2 separate regions of the Mus musculus genome follow, and region 2 is linked to region 1. Evidence: chromatin contacts called from public Hi-C data. All regions are on one chromosome and are shown on one strand. Each heading gives the region's core, a stretch centred on a gene start, on an enhancer-like site or on the middle of the called end of the contact. The rest is flanking DNA. Distances are from core to core; before and after follow the strand shown.

The links. A called contact is a pair of places that touch in the nucleus more often than the background predicts.
Region 2: a Hi-C map of cerebellum shows a contact between it and region 1, with 3 times the contacts expected there. The contact joins two enhancer-like sites. A contact is called at or near these places in 8 of 39 promoter capture datasets (the 3T3-L1 cell line, 3T3-L1-derived adipocytes, the C10 cell line and 4 more), 1 of 15 datasets of contacts at CTCF or cohesin (pro-B cells), 41 of 484 Hi-C or Micro-C datasets (the AML12 cell line, the C2C12 cell line, the STO cell line and 20 more), 3 of 115 datasets of contacts at active chromatin or transcription factors (astrocytes, bone marrow-derived dendritic cells and embryonic limb bud) and 1 of 9 other capture datasets (macrophages).

Annotation. Positions count from the first base shown.
Region 1 is chr7:92,330,612-92,336,111 of GRCm38.p6, reverse strand. All of the region lies in intron 14 of Dlg2 (discs large MAGUK scaffold protein 2), which reads right to left. Among named protein-coding and RNA genes, the nearest start is that of 4930567K12Rik, 210 kb to the right of the region's middle. Within about 2 kb of position 2,366, at least 9 of the 459 cell types and tissues checked have an H3K27ac peak or open chromatin away from gene starts, as enhancers often do. A contact at or near this core is called in cerebellum, where this site is marked.
Region 2 is chr7:92,548,976-92,554,475 of GRCm38.p6, reverse strand. No RefSeq gene overlaps it. Among named protein-coding and RNA genes, the nearest start is that of Ccdc90b, 9.4 kb to the left of the region's middle. Within about 2 kb of position 3,340, at least 9 of the 459 cell types and tissues checked have an H3K27ac peak or open chromatin away from gene starts, as enhancers often do. A contact at or near this core is called in cerebellum, where this site is marked.

The DNA.
Region 1 (5,500 bases), core at 1,117-3,616:
AGACAGACAGACAGACAGACAGTCCTTGCTTTATTAGTAGTGCCACATTGGGTGACATATTTGCCTGCTTAGCATTCCTACCCAGCCCCATCTCTAACTGTCAACATTAAGACATTCCCTGGACCTGCACTGTTTTCATACGCATCAATGCAATCAAAGGCCCTGTCCTCCTCGATTCTTTCTTGCTTTTTGGCTCCTTTCTCTCTTCTGCCTGTTTGTTTCTGTGATTTCTCTTTTCCACCCACACAAAGTGAGCAGCAGGCAACCTTTGCCCTGTAAAGAATACTAAATAGGTAGGGTTTGGAAGCTTTGAGAGAATTAAGTTTTCTAACACATGAACAAACCTGTTCATAGTTAAAACTCTCTTTCCCCAAATGAAGCTGAGTTAGGAGGATGCTTAGCCTGTAGGGTGTTCCTGGGCCAGTTTGTGAGACTGGCTCACAGCTCTATTCTTGACCCTTTGCTCAATGAGTTGTGCTGCTCCTAGTATGCGTATGTGCTGAGCAGCTCTGAAATTATCTGTAAGCAAATGGACATGTCTCAGCTGTGACAGTCCAGCTGAGAACTCCTGTCTTTAAGAGTAGAGTCCTTCACCAGTCAGAAAGACTTGGGTTAGAGGGACAGAGCAAACTTACACCATCCATTAGAGCACTGTGTAAAGCAAGATGTTTTCCTTTGGTGAAGAAATCACCTCCAAGAAAATGACAATGAAAAAAACCCCATTATTTTAGCTGAAAATACATCCCTGCAAAAAGTACAAGAGCTCCTGTAACTTTTAATGAAGGCATTCATTCATTATATCACATTGACTTGCTTTGACATGGAGAAAATAAGTTCTGATCTTAAAGGGACCCTTCATGTTTATTCATAGTGGACCTTGTCCCTAATTTGAATGGCAATAAAAAACATATTTTGAACCAATACAGAGTTGAACCTGGGACAGGCTGCATTGTACATAAGAGGATGCCACTAATCAGAATTAAAGGAATCAACGAAACAGCTATTTTTCTTTGTGAATCAATCTTTACAGGTCCTAGTATAAGATTTAAGAGAAACAAGGCATGGTGATAAATGCCTCTAATCCCATCATTGTGAAGCAGAAGCAAGATGATAGTGAGTGTGACGCTGAGCCCACCCTGTACTCTACAGAAAGTTCCAGATCATCCTGAACCAAACCCAACCAAACCCAACCAAACCCAACCAAACCCAACCAAACCCAAACAAACCCAACCAAACCCAACCAAACCCAAACAAATCCAACCAAACCCAACCAAACCCAACCAAACCCAACCAAACCCAACCAAACCCAACCAAACCCAACCAAATCCAACCAAACCCAACCAAATCAAACCAAACCCAGCCAAACCCAACCAAACCCAACCAAATCCAACCTAGCCAAACCTAAACCAAATGATGTCTAAGTGAACCCTGGATCAAATCAGATTCAAGAATATTGTTTACTCAGGTCTCATATTTGCGTCTGCTTTTCTTTTTGATGTTTTTAAAAGTTGGAGCTGGCTTCAGACCTCTTATCCTAGCATCTAAATTGCAATTTTGTACCACAAACTGGTAATTGTGCCTCAGAGGTTTTGACTATCAGACTCCATTCTTTGTGATTTTAACAAATAGGGATCAGATAACAAGAACATATATTTTTAACCCAAATCTGTGTACTTATACCAAGAGCTGCTCATATCTGAAGCATGGTATTTGGTGTTAGGGGAGGGATGAAATAATGGTCTAAGATATTGTCACTGCCCTTACAAAAAGGAGTAATGCCCCTGGCCACCAGGAGAATCATAAGTAGGTTTGTGGCTTTTATGCCTCACCCCTGCATGGGTCTTTCTCAACAAACAGCAACATAATCAATAGATTGGTTGCACTTGTTTTTTATGCAAGTATGCTAAGCCTCTTTTCTTCTCTCTCTCTCTCTTTTTTTAAACAAAGTATATTAGCAGTTAAGAATGACAGATCTTCAAGGGGAAGATATAGTCAATAGTACTAAGGAAGCGTGTATCTACCCTCAGTGTCAAAGGCTTTTCTAATACAGTATAGGCACAGAGAAGTAATGTATAGAAAGCACTCAGATCAGAGACTGGCACACAGCATACTATGGCTGCATGATTCTGCTTTTAAGACAAGGTCTTAACAATGTATGGCCCCAGCATCCTGGGTGCTGTGATTTCAGGCACATGGCGTCACAAAGAGCTCATGCTGACATTACTGCTAAAGTTTGTTTTGTTTTGTTTTTTTTAACAATTCAGCAGAAGAAGTCCTTTTTATTTCTACTCAACAGAGGAATAAGTAAAGGTTCAAAGAGGCAAAGTGACTCATCTGTGTGTTGCAGCCCCAGGATAGGAGGAGGCGAGGGTACCAAACAGGGATGCCTGATTGCTCTTTTCACACTAATGCAGTTTGAAGCAGGAAATAGTGCAGAAGCTAATTTGCATGATTCTTCAACTGAGAGTTTCATTTTAGGAAAAGCATAGCAATTAAATAAGGATGACATTCCATTCTGTTCAAAAACCATTTGTTGAGTCTGTATTTGGTGTGAGAGAAGAAATATCCTTTGAGTGTTAAATATTCAAAAGGAAAAGTCAGAAAGAAATTGCCTCCTTAATGTTTAAACATGTCGTCCAGAGTAGATCTTTCCCAGAGGGGACCACCCTGCCTGTAGGCTCTCTGTGCGGTATCCTCCATTCATGCGTATCCTGTCAAAGTCTACATTCAGATGGGTCCTTCAGGGCAGTCCATTTCTAAGTATAGCCTGGTGCAGGCAGTAGCAGCCCCAGCTGTGACTTGAGGGATTGGTCTTGGATCTAGATCTCTCTCTGACTCTTACTCATATGGCCTAGGATGAAAATGGCTCGCTAACCATTCTGTTTTGTTTTTGATAGTGCTAGAGATTGAATATGGGTCCTGCTTGTGTCACACAGAGTCTACTGCTGAGCCAAATATGCAGTCCTTCCTACAACCATCCTGGCACTCAGTTTCTTTACACACAAAGCAGGACAAAAGGGCTTGAATTCTAAGCTAGTGTATAAATGGAAAAATGCATGGCTACTTCTTTGGGTTGAAGCCAACTTTATCTTGATTTCTTACTTGTAGTTGTGATTAATGCTATAACAAGAGCAACTTGAGGGGCGAGTATTTGCTCTGTCTCACAGTTTAAGGTGTAGACCATCATGGCAGAGGGCGCAAAGCATCAGGAGCTTGAAAGAGCTGAGCACATTGCATCCATGGTCAATAAATAGAGAAGGAATGAATGTGCTGCTCAGCTCCTATCATCTGTTTGTACACTTTGGGAGACCAGATGGGGAATGGGGACACCCATAGGAGGTAGATCTCTCTACCACAGCTACATAGCCAGGGTAATCTGTACCAGGTATGCCCATAGGCCTGTATCCTAGGGAATTCCAGATTCTAACTAACAACACCAACCATCAAGGTCTTATATAAATTGGGGATAATAAATTTCTCTAAAATAAAAACTCCCTTGAAAGACCAGTTCTCATCACAGGTATTCGACTGATAGGTTCATTGATAATGAATACAACTTTATATTGGAAAATAATTTCGAAAGCAAAAAACCTAAATTTGTAAGATCTGATATAGTTCTGATTTGTTTCCTGTAATGATCTTAAAGGCCAGGAAGTGTGTTTCCAACAAAAAGTCAGCCTTAATTTTCTAACTGGTTTCTGAAACACTTATCAAGGACAGAATTAGGTGGCCTTTAGGTAATATGGGACATGAAGTGAAATGGGTCTTTGTGCCCTGTCACAGACTTCTATACACTGAACCTCCTGTTTAAATATCACAATGAGAAGGCAAGCGAGCTATTGTACTCCCACTGCAATGGCAACAGTAGGAAGAGCTGAGCAGGAACTTTAATCGACAGAACTAGGACTGAAACAGTTGTTTAAAAGTCTCTTTTATGTTGGATTTGGAGAGATGGCTTACCAATTAGGAGCATTGACTGCTCCTCCAGAGGTGTCAGATTTGATTCCCAGCATCCAGATCGTGGCTCATAATCCTCTGGCGCTGAGTCAGCGGGGATCTGACACTCACTCCGGCCTGTGCAGGCACTAGGCACACATATGATGTGCAAGCAAAACACCCATGTGCATAAAAATAAGTGAAAATTTGAAAAAAAAAATAAAATAAAGATTAGGTTCATAGAAGACGGACCTTTTGATCTGGGCATTAAAAGAGTTAAGAGTCAAGGCCGAGATATGTAGTATCAGAAGAGACTGACAGTGTTCTCAGTTTACATCCACAATAATACTCAGAGGCAGCTACACTCTTGAGCGATCTGTGATTTTTCTATCTGTACCTCCCAGAATGTCCTATTGAAGATCTCACCCTATGATGTTCTGTAAGCTACTTCTACCTAATCATTTCCTGTTTCTTTTATCAATCATCTTTGGTAATAGTGGTCAGATACGAGACCAACAAAAGTGAATTAGGCTGAAATAAGACACAGCACATGAATGACAGTTGGGCATTTTTATGACCAAAAGTAATACTCAACATGATATTTTTTCATTAAGTTTTACAAATTGAAATGGACATTGCATTCAAATTCCACCAAGAAAATTAGCTTTTTTTTTTTAAATTTGGGAGCTCTGGATACAAGTACCAAAACACACCAAAAGAAACAGAAAAGTCACTTAAGGCTAGAAGCCTCAAGGGATTATGGGAGCTCACAATACAGTCTAACTGCACACCATGGAGATGAGGCTTTGAAACCTTGGCAAAGCCTGAGGGAAAAGGATACAGAAGGAAGGAGAACATATAAAGAAGAAACCTGGGTAAGTTGAGGCCACTGATCCAGAGAAATCAAAAAGAGCTGCTGACAAACAAAAATGCTAGAGTAGGCATGGCTGCTGAAGTTCACCTACGTGCTCAGCAGCAGGCAGGAGAGCAGGAGGAAGCCATGCTCCAGACAGCCAGAGGGTCTGAATGAAGGTAAGCTGTCCAGATCAGTTAGTTCCTCGGCCAGCCCAGGAACGCAGTGGAACCAGGAACCAGAAAACAGGGCAATATGAGCCAGGGCTACAGATCTTATTAAATGCAAATTACAGTCAGTTCTTCCCTTACTAAGTTAGGGGATGCTTTTTCCACATCCTATTAAGAGCAGGCTAGTACTAGGTACACTTCCAACCCTGTCTTCCTAGTATAGCCCTGACTAAACTATTGTGGGCTTGTAGTCCTGGCACCTAACATTGTAGTGATTGTACTTTTCTGTGCCTTGGGTTTTAATAATCAGGCAAACTTACTTAAATATGACTGTTGTGTGAATGAAATGAAATAACTTGATAAAAGGCATATATTTCCAGTTCTTGAATCTGTTATTTCCTTCATTTTCACTTATGTCTTCAAAGGACCTTGGTCAGAACTCAAAACAACTGTAGATATTTATCTAGTGCCAGACACAGTTCTAAGTACTTTGCTTGTGGTGACGACTTAATATGCCCTTAAGACTATAGGCCACACGCTA
Region 2 (5,500 bases), core at 2,091-4,590, 220 kb before region 1:
TCTAAACATAATAAAAGCAATATACAGCAAATCAGTAGCCAACATCAAAGTAAATCGAGAGAAGTTGGAAGCAATCCCACTAAATTCAGGGACTAGACAAGGCTTCCCACTTTCTCCCTACCTATTCATTATAATACTTGAAGTCCTAGCCAGAGCAATTGAACAACAAAAGGAGATCAAGGGGATACAAATTGGAAAGGAAGTAATCAAAATATCACTATTTGCAGATGATATGATAGTATATATAAGTGACCCTAAAAATACCACCAGAGAACTCCTAAACCTGATAAACAGCTTCAGTGCAGTAGCTGGATATAAAATTAACTCAAACAAACCAGTGGCCTTTCTCTACACAAAGGATAAACAGGCTGAGAAAGAAATTAGGGAAACAACACCCTTCACAATAGTCACAAATAATATAAAATACCTTGGTGTGACTCTAACTAAGGAAGTGAAAGATCTGTATGACAAGAACTTCAAGTCTCTGAAGAAAGAAATTGAAGATGGAAAGATTTCCCATGTTCATGGATTGGCAGGATTAACATAGTAAAAATAGGTATCCTGCTGAAAGCAATTTACAGATTCAATGCAATCCCCATCAAAATTCCAACTCAATTCTTCAGTGAATTAGAAAGGGCAATTTGCAAATTCATCTGGAATAACAAAAAAAAAAACATAGGATAGCAAAATCTATTCTCAACAATAAAAGAATCTGAGGGAATCACCATGCCTGACCTCAAGCTGTACTACAGAGCAATAGTGATAAAAACTACATGGTACTGGTACAGTGACAGACAGGTAGATCAATGGAATAGAATTGAAGACCCAGAAATAAATCCACACACCTATGGTTACCTGATCTTTGACAAGGGAGCTAAAACCATCCAGTGTTAAAAAGACAGAATTTTCAACAAATAATGCTGGCTCAAATGGCGGTTATCATGTAGAAGAATGCGAATTTATCCATTCTTATCTCCTCGTACACAAAGCTCAAGTCTAAGTGGATCAAAGAACTCCACATAAAACCAGAGACACTGAAATTTATAGAGGAGAAAGTGGGGTAAACCCTCGAAGATATGGGCACAGGGGAAAAAATTCCTAAACAGAACAACAATGGCCTGTGCTGTAAGATCAAGAATGGACAAATGGGACCTCACAAAATTGCAAAGCTTCTGTAGGGCAAAAGATACTGTCAATAAGACAAAAAGGCCACCAACAGATTGGGAAAGAATTTTTACCAATCCTAAATCTGACAGGGGACTAATATCCAATATATACAAAGAGCTCAAGAAGTTCAACTCCAGAAATTCAAATAACCCCATTAAAAATGGGGTACAGATGTAAACAAAGAATTCTCAAGTGAGGAACACCGAAGGACTGAGAAACACTTGAAAAAATGTCCAACATCCTTAATCATCAGGGAAATGCAAATCAAAACACCCCTGAGATTCTACCTCACATTAGTCAGAATGGCTAGGATCAGAATTTCAGGAGACAGCAGATGCTGGCAAGGATGTGGAGAAAGAGGAACACTTCTCCATTGCTGGTGGGATTGCAAGCTTGTACAACCAGTCTGGAAATCAGTCTGGCGGTTCCTCAGAAAATTGGACATAGTACTACTGGAAGATCCAGCAATACCTCTCCTGGGCATATACCCAGAAGATGTTCCAACTGGTAATAAGGACACATGCTCCACTATGTTCATAGCAGCCTCATTTATAATAGCCAGAAGCTAGAAAGAACCCAGATGCCCCTCAACAGAGGAATGGATACAGAAAATGTGGTACATTTACACAATGGAGTACTACTCAGCTATTAAAAACAATGAATTTATGAAATTCTTGGGCAAATGGATGCATCAGGAGGATATCATCCTTAGTGAGGTAACCCAATCACAAAAGAACACACATGATATGCACTCAGTGATAAGTGGATATTAGCCCAGAAACTTAGAATACCCAAGATACAATTTGCAAACACAAGAAAATCAAGAAGGAAGACCAAAGTGTGGATACTTCATTCCTCCTTACAATAGGGAACAAAATACCCATGGAAGGAGTTACAGAGACAAAGTTTGGAGCTGAGATGAAAGGATGGACCATCCAGAGACTGCCCCACCCGGGGATTCATCCCATAATCAGCCACCAAACGCAGATACTATTGCATACACCAGCAAGATTTTGCTGAAAGGACCCTGATATAGCTGTCTCAGTGAGGCTATGCCAGTGCCTGGCAAATACAGAAGTGGATGCTCACAGTCACCTATTTGATGGAACACGGGTCCCCCAAGGGAGAGAGCTAGAGAAAGTACCCAAGGAGCTGAAGGGGTCTGCAACTCTATAGGTGGAACAACAATATGAACTAGCCAGTACCCCCAGAGCTCATGTCTCTAGCTGCATATGTAGCAAAAGATGGCCTAGTCGGCCATCACTGGGAAGAGAGGCCCCTTGATCTTGCAAACTTTATATGCCCCAGTACAGGGGAATGCCAGGGCCAAGAAGTAGGATTGAGTGGGTAATGGAGCAGGGTGGGGGTGGGGGTGAGGGTATAGGAGACTTTGTGGATAGCATTTGAAATGTAAATGAAGAAAATATTAAAATATATAAAATAAAAATATAAATAGAAAAAATATAAAAAGAAAATATATAATATATAAATAAAATATATTTAAAAATAAATATAATGAAAAATAAAAAATAAAATATATGTAAAAAATATAAAAAGAAAATATAAAAAATAAAAAATTGAAAAAAAAGACATACAGCACATTGTACCACAAGCATGTGAATATCCCAGAGAGGTTTTATAAATGTAATGAGCTTTGTAAAATGATACATGAATCCACCTTATAAAACTAACCACAGAGATGCCTCTCTTCAATCCTCAAACCTAAAAAGACATAATACTAGGAACATCAGAGACATTTACACATACACACACACACACACACACACACACACACACACCACACAACACACACACACACACACACACACACACACACACACACACACACACACCACACACACACACACACACACACACACACACACACACACACACACACACACACACATGAAATTGCCTAAACTAGATACCATAAGGAACAAAGGCTAAGGTTGGCACAGTTGCTTGGAATGACCGGAAGCTCCGGGCACTGCTAGTGAAGTTTGGGTGTCATAAATGAAAGAGAATGCACTCGGCACACTCACACAGTCAGTCTTCTTCTGTATTGTGGGTGATTACAGTTCATTTTTAAAGAGGCTGGTGAAATAGCTTTATCTAGATTTAATTTTCTACTTTAGCATATTTGCTAGTTCTTGGCACTAGGGGGCGTATGTGTGAAAGGATAGAGGTCAGTTCTTTGTTCTTTCTGAAGCTTATTTTTACAGGTTCTTGTGTAATTCCTGAGACAGAGGAACCCATTGTCACTAAAGTATTGGGGAGCTATGCTAATATCACATTACTTTCATGGATTAAAAGTGACAGCTACTCCTTACCCTTTGCAAATCTTGGGACAACTTTTTTTTCTTTGATTTTTTTTTAATTAGATATTTTCTTCATTTACATTTCAAATACTATCCCAAAAGTCCCTTACACCTTCCTGCCCTGCTCCCCAACCCACCCACTCCTGCAGGCTTCCTGGTCCTGGCATTCCCCTTTACTGGGGCATATGATCTTTGCAAGACCAAGGGCCTCTCCTTTGAGACAACTTTTTTCCTGGGTGTACCAGGGAGTAAAAGACCCACAGTTACACATCTGCCAATTACAGTCAACCAGAGGAAAGAATGATAAAGAAAATAACAACAACAAACTGTCAAAGAATTGTATATTTTATACTGGTATACATATCCTGGTGTCTCTCACTAACTATTCGTTTGTTCTTTCAAAAAAGTTATGGTTTATGGTGCTAGACTATGAAAAGACAAACATAAAACACGGTCCCGGTCTCCGGTTGGTTGTGAGACTAATAGCTACCGTGAAGGGAAGCATGGCTGCCAAGGAAACACATAACCCAGGCTTATCCTACTGGGTGCGAAGCTCTCTGAGGCTTTCCTTTGGGAGAATAGGTAAAAGGTAGGAGTGGATGTGGCAGATCCTAGTGTGGGGACTGTTGTGCACAGCACATGTGAAAACTGACAAGTGTGTCTGAGAGAGCAACTGCTGCATCTATTTCCATTCCTGGCAAGGAAAACCCTTTACCTATAAAGTAGGTTTCTCCCTTCCTTCCTACTATCAGCCTCTGGCTAACATCCATCTATTTTCTGCCTCTATGGTTTTATCTACTCTGGATACACCATATAAATGGAACTACTGATGGGGGATGTTTTGGTATACCTTTTTCACTCTGCAAAATGTTTCAGATGTTCATCTGTGTTGCAGCATGTGCCAGTACCTCATGCCAAATATTCCTTTGTCCATTCATTTTTCATTAATGTTTGTTGTTTCTATTTTAGGTATTGTATATAGGCCTGATGTGATCACACATGCACACATACTTCTTTCTCTCCTTTCAGTCTTTTGGGTATACACCTAAGAGTGTAATTGTAGGGTTATATGATAATCCTGTTTAAATTGTGGAGAAAAGATCCGTTCTCCTGGCCACTCCAATTGGATATAGTTGTATGTTTGGTAATAAAGAAAACAACATCTATCTATCTATCTATCTATCTATCTATCTATCTATCTATCTATCTATCTATCTACCTATCTCTATCTCTCTCTCTCTCTGTGTGTGTGTTTCATGTTCACATGTGGGTGAGGACATCTTTGTGAATTGGTTCTCTGGTTCTCTCTTTCCTCTATGGGATCCACGGATGAGACTCAAATCACAGGCTTGCACAAATAAGTGCTTTACCTGCTGAGCCATAGTTTGTATCTATCTACTATTATGTGCTTTTCCATTCATTTTCATTAATGTTTGTTGTTTCTTAGCCATAGTTTGTATAGTTTTAGCTTTATTTTGGAATGTTTAAACCTGACGCATCCTTTATAGTTACATCACTAATTACAGTTATTCTACCAATTATAATGACCTCAGTGAGGCAGATACTGACATGAGGATTTAAAGGAATAGAACCTAGGATTCTTGGGGCATGGACTCCTATGTCTAAGACAACAATGCTAAGCAGCAATGATTTCTTCCAGTATATAGACGAATAAACTGAGACCCAAGAGGATAAAGCACTTGTTTAGTACCACACAACTTTTGTGGGTGGGATTTAAAGCTTTGAATGTCTGACTCCAGAAAAGATCTTTTTCCTATTCTGTATGACCTTGCTCAAGAATTCCCTACGCTGTTGTCATCCATTGTGTTGCTGGGTTTTAGGATTTCTACAGTGAGCTAGAGTCATATAGGATAAGGGGATCTCAACTAAGAAAATCCCTCCGTCAGATTGGCCTGAGAGAGGGCCTAGCCTACTAGGGGTGATGTCACCCCTAGGGCAAGCAGTCCTGAGCTGTATAAGAAAGCAAGCCGAGCAAGTCAGGGGAGCAAAGC